2 separate regions of the Hordeum vulgare genome follow, and region 1 is linked to region 2. The links are chromatin contacts, called in public Hi-C maps. All regions are on one chromosome and are shown on one strand. The core of a region is the stretch at or near the end of the contact, and the rest is flanking DNA. Distances in the headings are between cores, read along the strand shown. Region 1 holds the start of LOC123426358. Region 2 holds the start of LOC123426357 (MADS-box transcription factor 15-like).

Region 1 (3,799 bases), core at 1,177-3,676, 310 kb before region 2:
GAGTAATCTTTATTCACTTTATTTTCCTCCACCAAATGCTCAGTTATGTTTACATTGGGATATTTTGGACCCTCTCCAGGACTGGGACTCGTAGTAACATCAGCACCTCTGGATGGAGCTTCCACATTTGTGCTGCCACGTCCTGATTTATCTGGCACAACATCACATGCATCCAACAAGGTAGAAGGGGGTTGCTCCTGGTTCTTCCTCTTCCATTTGTTGAGCTTATTCTTCTTCATCTGTGGTACCCCCTTCTCTGCAATGTTTACTCCAGGACGGTTTGGATCCTCTCCATTTTTAGGGCTAATACTAGCTTCACCATCCTGTGGTGCACCATCACCATTCATAAAGCTATTTCCAGATTCAGCTGCCACAACAGCACCAGTATCAAGTACAACAGAAGGGGATCCTTCCTTTTTATTTTTTCGTTTCTTGGGCTTACGCTTCTTCTTCTCCCGTGTCCCCTTCTTTGCCATGTTAACCTCTGGACAGTATGGATCCTCTACTGTGCTCATACTAACTTGAGCATCTCCCAAAGCATCATCCCCATCTGTGCAGACATTTCCAGATTTCTCTGCCTCAACAGCACCATCATCAGACACAGCAGCAGGGGATTGCCCCGGCTTATTCTTCTTCCATTTTCTGGGTTCAGGCTTCTTCCTCTCCAGTGTCTCCTTCTCCACAATGTTTACCGCGGGACAGTTTTGACCCTCTCCATTTCTGGGACTCATAGTAACATCAGCACCTCTGGATGCAGCTTCCACATTTGTGCTGCCACGTCCTGATTTATCTGGCACAACATCACCGGCATCCAACAAGGTAGAAGGGGATTGCTCCTGGTTCTTCTTCTTCCATTTGTTGAGCTTATTCTTCTTCATCTGCGGTACCCCCTTTTCTCCAATGTTTACCCCAGGACGGTTTGGGTCCTCTCCAATTCTAGGGCTAATACTATCTTCACCATCCTGTCGTGCACCATCACCACTCATACATCTATTTCCAGATTCAGCTGCCACAACAGCACCAGTATCAAGTACAACAGAAGGGGGTCCTTGCTTATTATTTTTTCGTTTCTTGGGCTTACGTTTCTTCTTCTCCCGTGTCACCTTCTTTGCCATGTTAACCTCTGGACGGTATGGAACCTCCAATGTGCTCATATTAACTTGAGCATCTCCCAAAGCATCATCCCCATCTGTGCAGACATTTCCAGATTTCTCTGCCTCAACAGCACCATCATCAGACACAGCAGCAGGGGATCGCCCCTGCTTAATCTTCTCCCATTTTCCGGGTTCAGGCTTGTTCCTCACAAGTGTCTCCTCCACAATGTTAACCTCGGGACTGTCTTGACCCTCTCCATTTCTGGGATTCGTACTAATTTCAGCAACTCCTGGAACGCCCTTCCCACCTGTGCTGTCATTTTCAGATTTACCAACCACAACGGCGGCATCCACTACAGCAGGAAAGGATGGTTCATGCTTGTTCTTATTCCGTTTCCTTCGCTTGGGCTTCTTACCCTTCGGTACATACTGTTCTTCATTGTTTACAGCAGAAAAGCCAAGATCCTCTTCATTTCTGGGACGCCTACTTGCTTCATCATCTCCTGGTACATCTTCCACATTTTTGCAGCCAATTCCGGATTTGTTTGCCTCAACAATAGCATTGTCATCAGACACGGCAGAAGAGGATGGATCCTGCATAATCTTCTTATTCCTTTTTCTTTTCTTGCTAACCTCAGAGTCTCCTAGAACACCTTCGCCATCAGTGCAGTCATCACCTGATTTACCCGTGGCGGCAGCATCAGCACCCGATGCAGCAGCACAGGGAGATTGCTTCCTCTTATTCTTCTTCCGTTTGTTGAGCTTAGGATTCTTTTCCCTGTCCGTTGCGCCCTTCCCTGTAGAAGCCATAAAATCAGTTGGGCTAAACATGCTTTCTCCAAGCAACACAAGGAAAACAAGAAAAGATTGGCGTGGCTAGTGCAAATCAGGGGCAGGAAGCAAAACATTCGACTACCAGATGGATAAACCATAGGCCCTGGCCGCAGCCACGGACACACGAATGTTCACAATTTCAACGAGATCCACAGCCGGGCGTAGGTGCGTACCTTCAACGGCGGGATCCAGTGCGTGAAGGGTGGCGGAGGCCTCCTGCGCGGCCCTGGCGTCGCCGCCCCGTCGCCTGCTCCTCCTCAGCGTGGCTGGATCAGAAGCGGCCGCGGGAGCCTCCCGCTGGGCAGCCTCCTCCGGCGCACCCGTAGCGGCGGCCACGCCCCGCCGCTTGCCCTTCTTCCCCATCTGATCTAATTTTTCTAGGACAGGCAAATGATGGCTGAGAATACCGAGCGCACCAGGGCGCAGACGTGGTTTCGGCAGCGGCGGCGGCGCTGCCTGCTTTGCAAATTGCGACCGGCGTTTGGATTAGGTTTAAGCGACGCATCGGGTTCGATTTGTCACCCGCGCGCCAACACGCAAAGGCCTGCTACTATATTGGGCCGTACGAGCTTGGGCTGTGCCTCTACGAATAAGGCTAGCCACACTATTGGTATCTTAACTAGTAACACTAGTTTAGTGCCCGTGCGGTGCCACGGGCTTTTAATTTATTTTTAGGTTACAGAGGCTAAGATAACCTTTTGAACTTAATACTTGGTCATTTACTCCACCGCTATGAAGCACACAAATTAATGGTAATATTTCACATAACAAATAAAAATGACTTCACATGTTAAACTTGTTAATTCATTGCTAGATTTGAAATGGGCACCATGGCAGTAATTCTGATACTTATTCCTTCCTATATTATCATTTAAGGAAAAGTTAACTAATTACCAATCATTGCAAAAGGGGTGGCAATTGAACCCCTTTTGATAGCAGGTTTAGTTTTGAGACGAGATCATATAGTGACAATTTGAAAAACTAAAATTTCCTTCTCTCACAGAAATCGCCATGTCATTCTAAAGAAACTATCATCCCCTCTAACTGAAAATGACAATGAAATCGTTCGCAAATGCCACCTCCTCCTGGCGACCGTTCGTCAACAAAGCGGGTCCATAATTTATGTAGAAAACAAGTCAAATAGGCACTAAAATGAATACAAAAGGATGTATGACAAGAGCTACAACATAAATTGTGTTGCAATCAAATAACAATAGCACCGGTTAAGGATCCCATTCCATTTCTCCTCCCATCCTACTACGCCTTCGGCATGCCTCCCCTCATAACCCGCCTCCCTGTACCGAATCTTTTTCAATACTTCCGTGGGTTTTCACACTCCCACTTTACTCTTCTATACGGTACTCCCTTTCTTGGATACCCCCTTTCGGGGTATTTCACCCTCTCACGTTTTCTTTTCTTGTATAATTATATGCTTGTAAAAAATTAAAACCAAGCATCAGGGACAACTAAACCTGGACCGGAGATGAGCGTAAGCGCACACACACTCACACCCGCACACGAGCGCGCGCACACATACGCATGCACACATCACAAGGTAGACTATTTTGAGTTCCTGCTCCAGTACTTTCCTAAGAAGTATTTTGGTCCTGCATTCTACATTCTCAGTTTAATGCTTCACTAAAAAAGGAGGTAACTTGAAGCGATCCTTGTATATAAAAACACAATCTAGGATATTCTTACATACAACTTTATTTTGCTTCACAATAATTTTTAAAGCAGATAAAAAAACATGTACAAGGACTGCTATTGGGATAACTAATGGTCATTTTTTTTAAAGGTAACTGATGGTTATATGTAACATCTAAAACTTTAGAAACCAGATATGATCTAAGGAAGTGACACACATCTGC
Region 2 (3,497 bases), core at 383-2,882:
CTCTCTTCAACAGAACATTGCAAATTGCTCACTATCAATTAACAAAGCAAAGATCTACTACTGTACTATATCTAGCTGCCAAGCTGGTCTATCTTTTTTCTACCAAATAAAACCGAGCTAGCAAAGATTGACCTAGAGGGTAGCATCAAAGAGGAAAAAAGAGGGAGAAGAAATAAATAAGAGGAAAGAGAAAAGAAGATGAAAGAAGAGCCAGATCCATCTCACTCCTTGGCAAGAACCGAAGAAGAGCAAGAAGAGGGATTTTTTTGGTATAATTTAACAAAGACGTACGTAGCGATGTACCATGCATAAGTCGTGCTGACTGCATGTTTAGAGAGGCAGAAGAAGATGTGAGGCGATTAATTCACCGAGCGCCGTCGATTACATGCGTGTCTGTCACTGGCTCACTGCCCAGCTCACTTCTTGGAAGCTGTGATTATTATTGATGGTTTTTAAAAAAATGAAAACACGCATGTGATTTTGGGTCACAAAGAAAAACCAAATCACTTGACGGGGGAACTAGAAAGCGAATAAAATACTCCTTGTAGTACAATCGAGTCTAGAACGACGTGGATGAGGAAAGCAACAAAAATCATCTAATTACGCGCTGGGGCTGGGGCTGGGGCTGGGGCGGGTCAGTATAATCTAATCTGCCTTCTCGTGTCACATTCACATGGTGTCCTACGCTGGCTATATAGGTGAATGTGAATTAAAGAAAGAAAGGCGACCGTGGATCCCCAAAAAGGAAAGGATCAGTCGGAGGCAAGAGGAAAAGGCAAAAGTGGGGAGCACGAGAAAGGAAATTGGAGAAGACGAGCCAGCTAGTGAGCGAGGACTGAGGAGAAATCAAGTCGTTACCCAAAATAAGCAAGCAGCTGCATAAAATCATCAGCTGTAGCACACAAACAAACTCAGAATAGGCAGGGATGGGTGGCAGGGGCTGGGTAGTAGAAACTGCAAAGAGGTGAGGAAGCACATGCGGTACGGACACCAAACCGGTGAGCACATGGAGATGGATCGATGCCAGAAATGGCAAAACAGACAGGGAACTTTTCCGGCGCCATGGCATCAGAGGCCAGAAACGGCAAGAGCTACGATGCAGCTGGCGGGGGAAGAGCGGAGCGTACGGCGGTACGGTGTTGCCTCTCTATATCTATATGTATCTAGTAGTATGATGCAGCGGCATGGGCATATGGCAGAGGCAGAAATGGAAAGGAAATGGATCGAGACGGAAGCTAGCTAATATAGGCATGGGCGGAGGGATACCTGGAGTCGGTGGCGTACTCATAGAGCTTGCCTTTGGGGGAGAAGACGATGACGGCGACCTCTGCGTCACAGAGGACGGAGATCTCGTGCGCCTTCTTCAGGAGCCCGTTGCGGCGCTTGGAGAAGGTCACCTGCCGATTTATCTTGTTCTCTATCCGCTTCAGCTGCACCTTACCGCGACCCATCCCGATTTCACGATCTAGGTGTCGGCTGCTGTGCCTATGGCGCGCACGGCGGCCGGAGTGGGAGGAGGCGAGACGTCGCTGGTTCGCCGCGGCGGTGAGGGGAGATGGGATGCAGCTTTAAAGAGGGGAGAGGAAGAGGATGGATGGATTTGTGGTGTAATTGGGGGAGGGTGCGATCGAGTGTGGTTCCGGAGCCGGTATGCTGTCGAGCGTCTATTGGCTGGGACGCCTAAATTGGCCCCACAGGCGCAGCCTCAGTCTCTCTCTCTCTCGAATCTCGATATTGTGTGTGTTTAGCAGCAGCAGCAGCAGCAGCAACAGCAAGCACATAAAAAAATGGCAGTGCAGGTTTAACTCCTCCATCCATCGTCCCCATGTGTGATGGGTCTGCACCTCGTACGGTCGAACCCAAACGCAGGCCAGCCCATCTTCACTTCTTTTTCTTTCTAAATCTGCCTTTGAGTATCTCTGCTTTCTTGTCTCTTTGATTGGTCCCACTTTCTCTCTCTTGACTGGAACCTCTTTGACTCGCGCAGAATTACATGAACATTTTTTCTTATTATTATTTTTTTCAATCCAAAATATAATCCTTTCTTTTCGTACATTGACATACTTTTTTTAATGTAATTTGACCACCGGTATCTACTTCTTCTGAGCATGTTTACGAGTCCTCGTCATATTTTCAGACAAAATTTAAGAGTCGGTTTAATAAAAAAATAATATAAGTTACATGTCATAGAAACTATACCACTAGTTTTTTTTAAAAGATTGCAATGGTTTCTTGTACAATATAATTCATATACATTAGGTAAATCAATGGTCAAGTTTTTATGCAAAGGGGAGCTAGGTGGAAGGACTTGCATCTCATTGGTCCATCATAGTACCCTAGTTTTGAAGGGGAATAGAGGGATTGGTGGAATATTTGTTGTATTGCTTGAGCCTCATGGGCATATATATATAGGAGTACATGATCAACTTGGAGTACAAGACAAGCCAGAATAATTCCTAGTCTATCTTATGTTTCCTAACTAATCAATATACTCAACATTCCCCCGCAGTCACAACGACAGCGACGCAGGCGGTGAGACTAGAGAAGAATCCGAAGGTAAGCCAACGGTCATCCCCCACACAGTCGTAACGGTTGATGCATCGCGGAAGTTGTGGCTGGAGTGGAAACCGACGAGGTTGCACAAGCAAGGCGGTGGCCCTTTGTGCCGGTGTCGAGGTAGCCGGGAGCATACAGTGGTGTAGCCGTGGTCGAGGTAGCCATGCGAAGAATGCCGTGGTCGATGTCGAGTCTGGGTAGCCGGTGCCGTGGGAGTCGCCGTGGAGCCGTGGGTGCAAGGAGGCGCCGAGTCAGTCATGGGCACAATGGTGTCGAAGTAGTGATGCGTCGGGAAGGAGACGTAGTTGACGACGCGTTGCGCCGGGTTTGCCAAGCCCGGGGACACTTTGAGGACGAAGGCGTGCGTCGGTGTTGCCAGTATCACGCATGCGTAGATGGACGAAGTCGTTGTTGGGGATGCGTAGCTCCAGGCTTTCTAGGCTTGGGAACACACCGAGGACGAAGCACGCGTCGGTGTTGCCGGCACCGAGCATGCGTAGATGAGGGACCAGCACAAGCTATACGTCATGTCGAGGAGTCGGGGTAGACGACGTCGACGCTGGCAAGGAGCTGGTGCGGGACGAAGATGAAGGAGGTGTACAAGCGTCACGACTCGGTTGAGCGAGCTGCGACGCCAAAGGAGAGCGGTGGCGGCGTCCTGAAGGCGGAGGCGGCGGCGGCGGTGGCAGCTGGGTAGGTATGCGGCGGCAATGCTCGAAGTAGGCAAGGAAGAACCCGACAGCATGATGAAGACCGGTGCGGACGATGGCGTTCACGCGCCAAAGGAGACGACGCGACGCATATCATAGGAAGTCGATGCGCGTGGACGGCGGAGTGGACCGTGCGCCACGTTGCTACGACCCGAAGGGGCGACGAAGCGGTAGCTCGCGGCTCGGGACAACGATGGGAAGTCCTCGAGGCGGTGGCGTAGATCGCATGCC

What was found. A called contact is a pair of places that touch in the nucleus more often than the background predicts.
Region 1: a contact with region 2 is called in a Hi-C map of seedling, with 3 times the contacts expected there. The contact joins the promoter of LOC123426358 here to the promoter of LOC123426357 in region 2. A contact is called at or near these places in 1 of 6 Hi-C or Micro-C datasets (seedling) and 1 of 1 datasets of contacts at active chromatin or transcription factors (embryo).

The regions. Positions count from the first base shown.
Region 1 is chr2H:381,610,248-381,614,046 of MorexV3_pseudomolecules_assembly, reverse strand. LOC123426358 reads right to left here and starts at 2,426. Exons shown (of 7, transcript XM_045110169.1): 1 at 2,102-2,426; 2 at 1-1,891. The coding sequence starts at 2,291.
Region 2 is chr2H:381,296,589-381,300,085 of MorexV3_pseudomolecules_assembly, reverse strand. LOC123426357 (MADS-box transcription factor 15-like) reads right to left here and starts at 1,632. Exons shown (of 8, transcript XM_045110168.1): 1 at 1,267-1,632. The coding sequence starts at 1,451.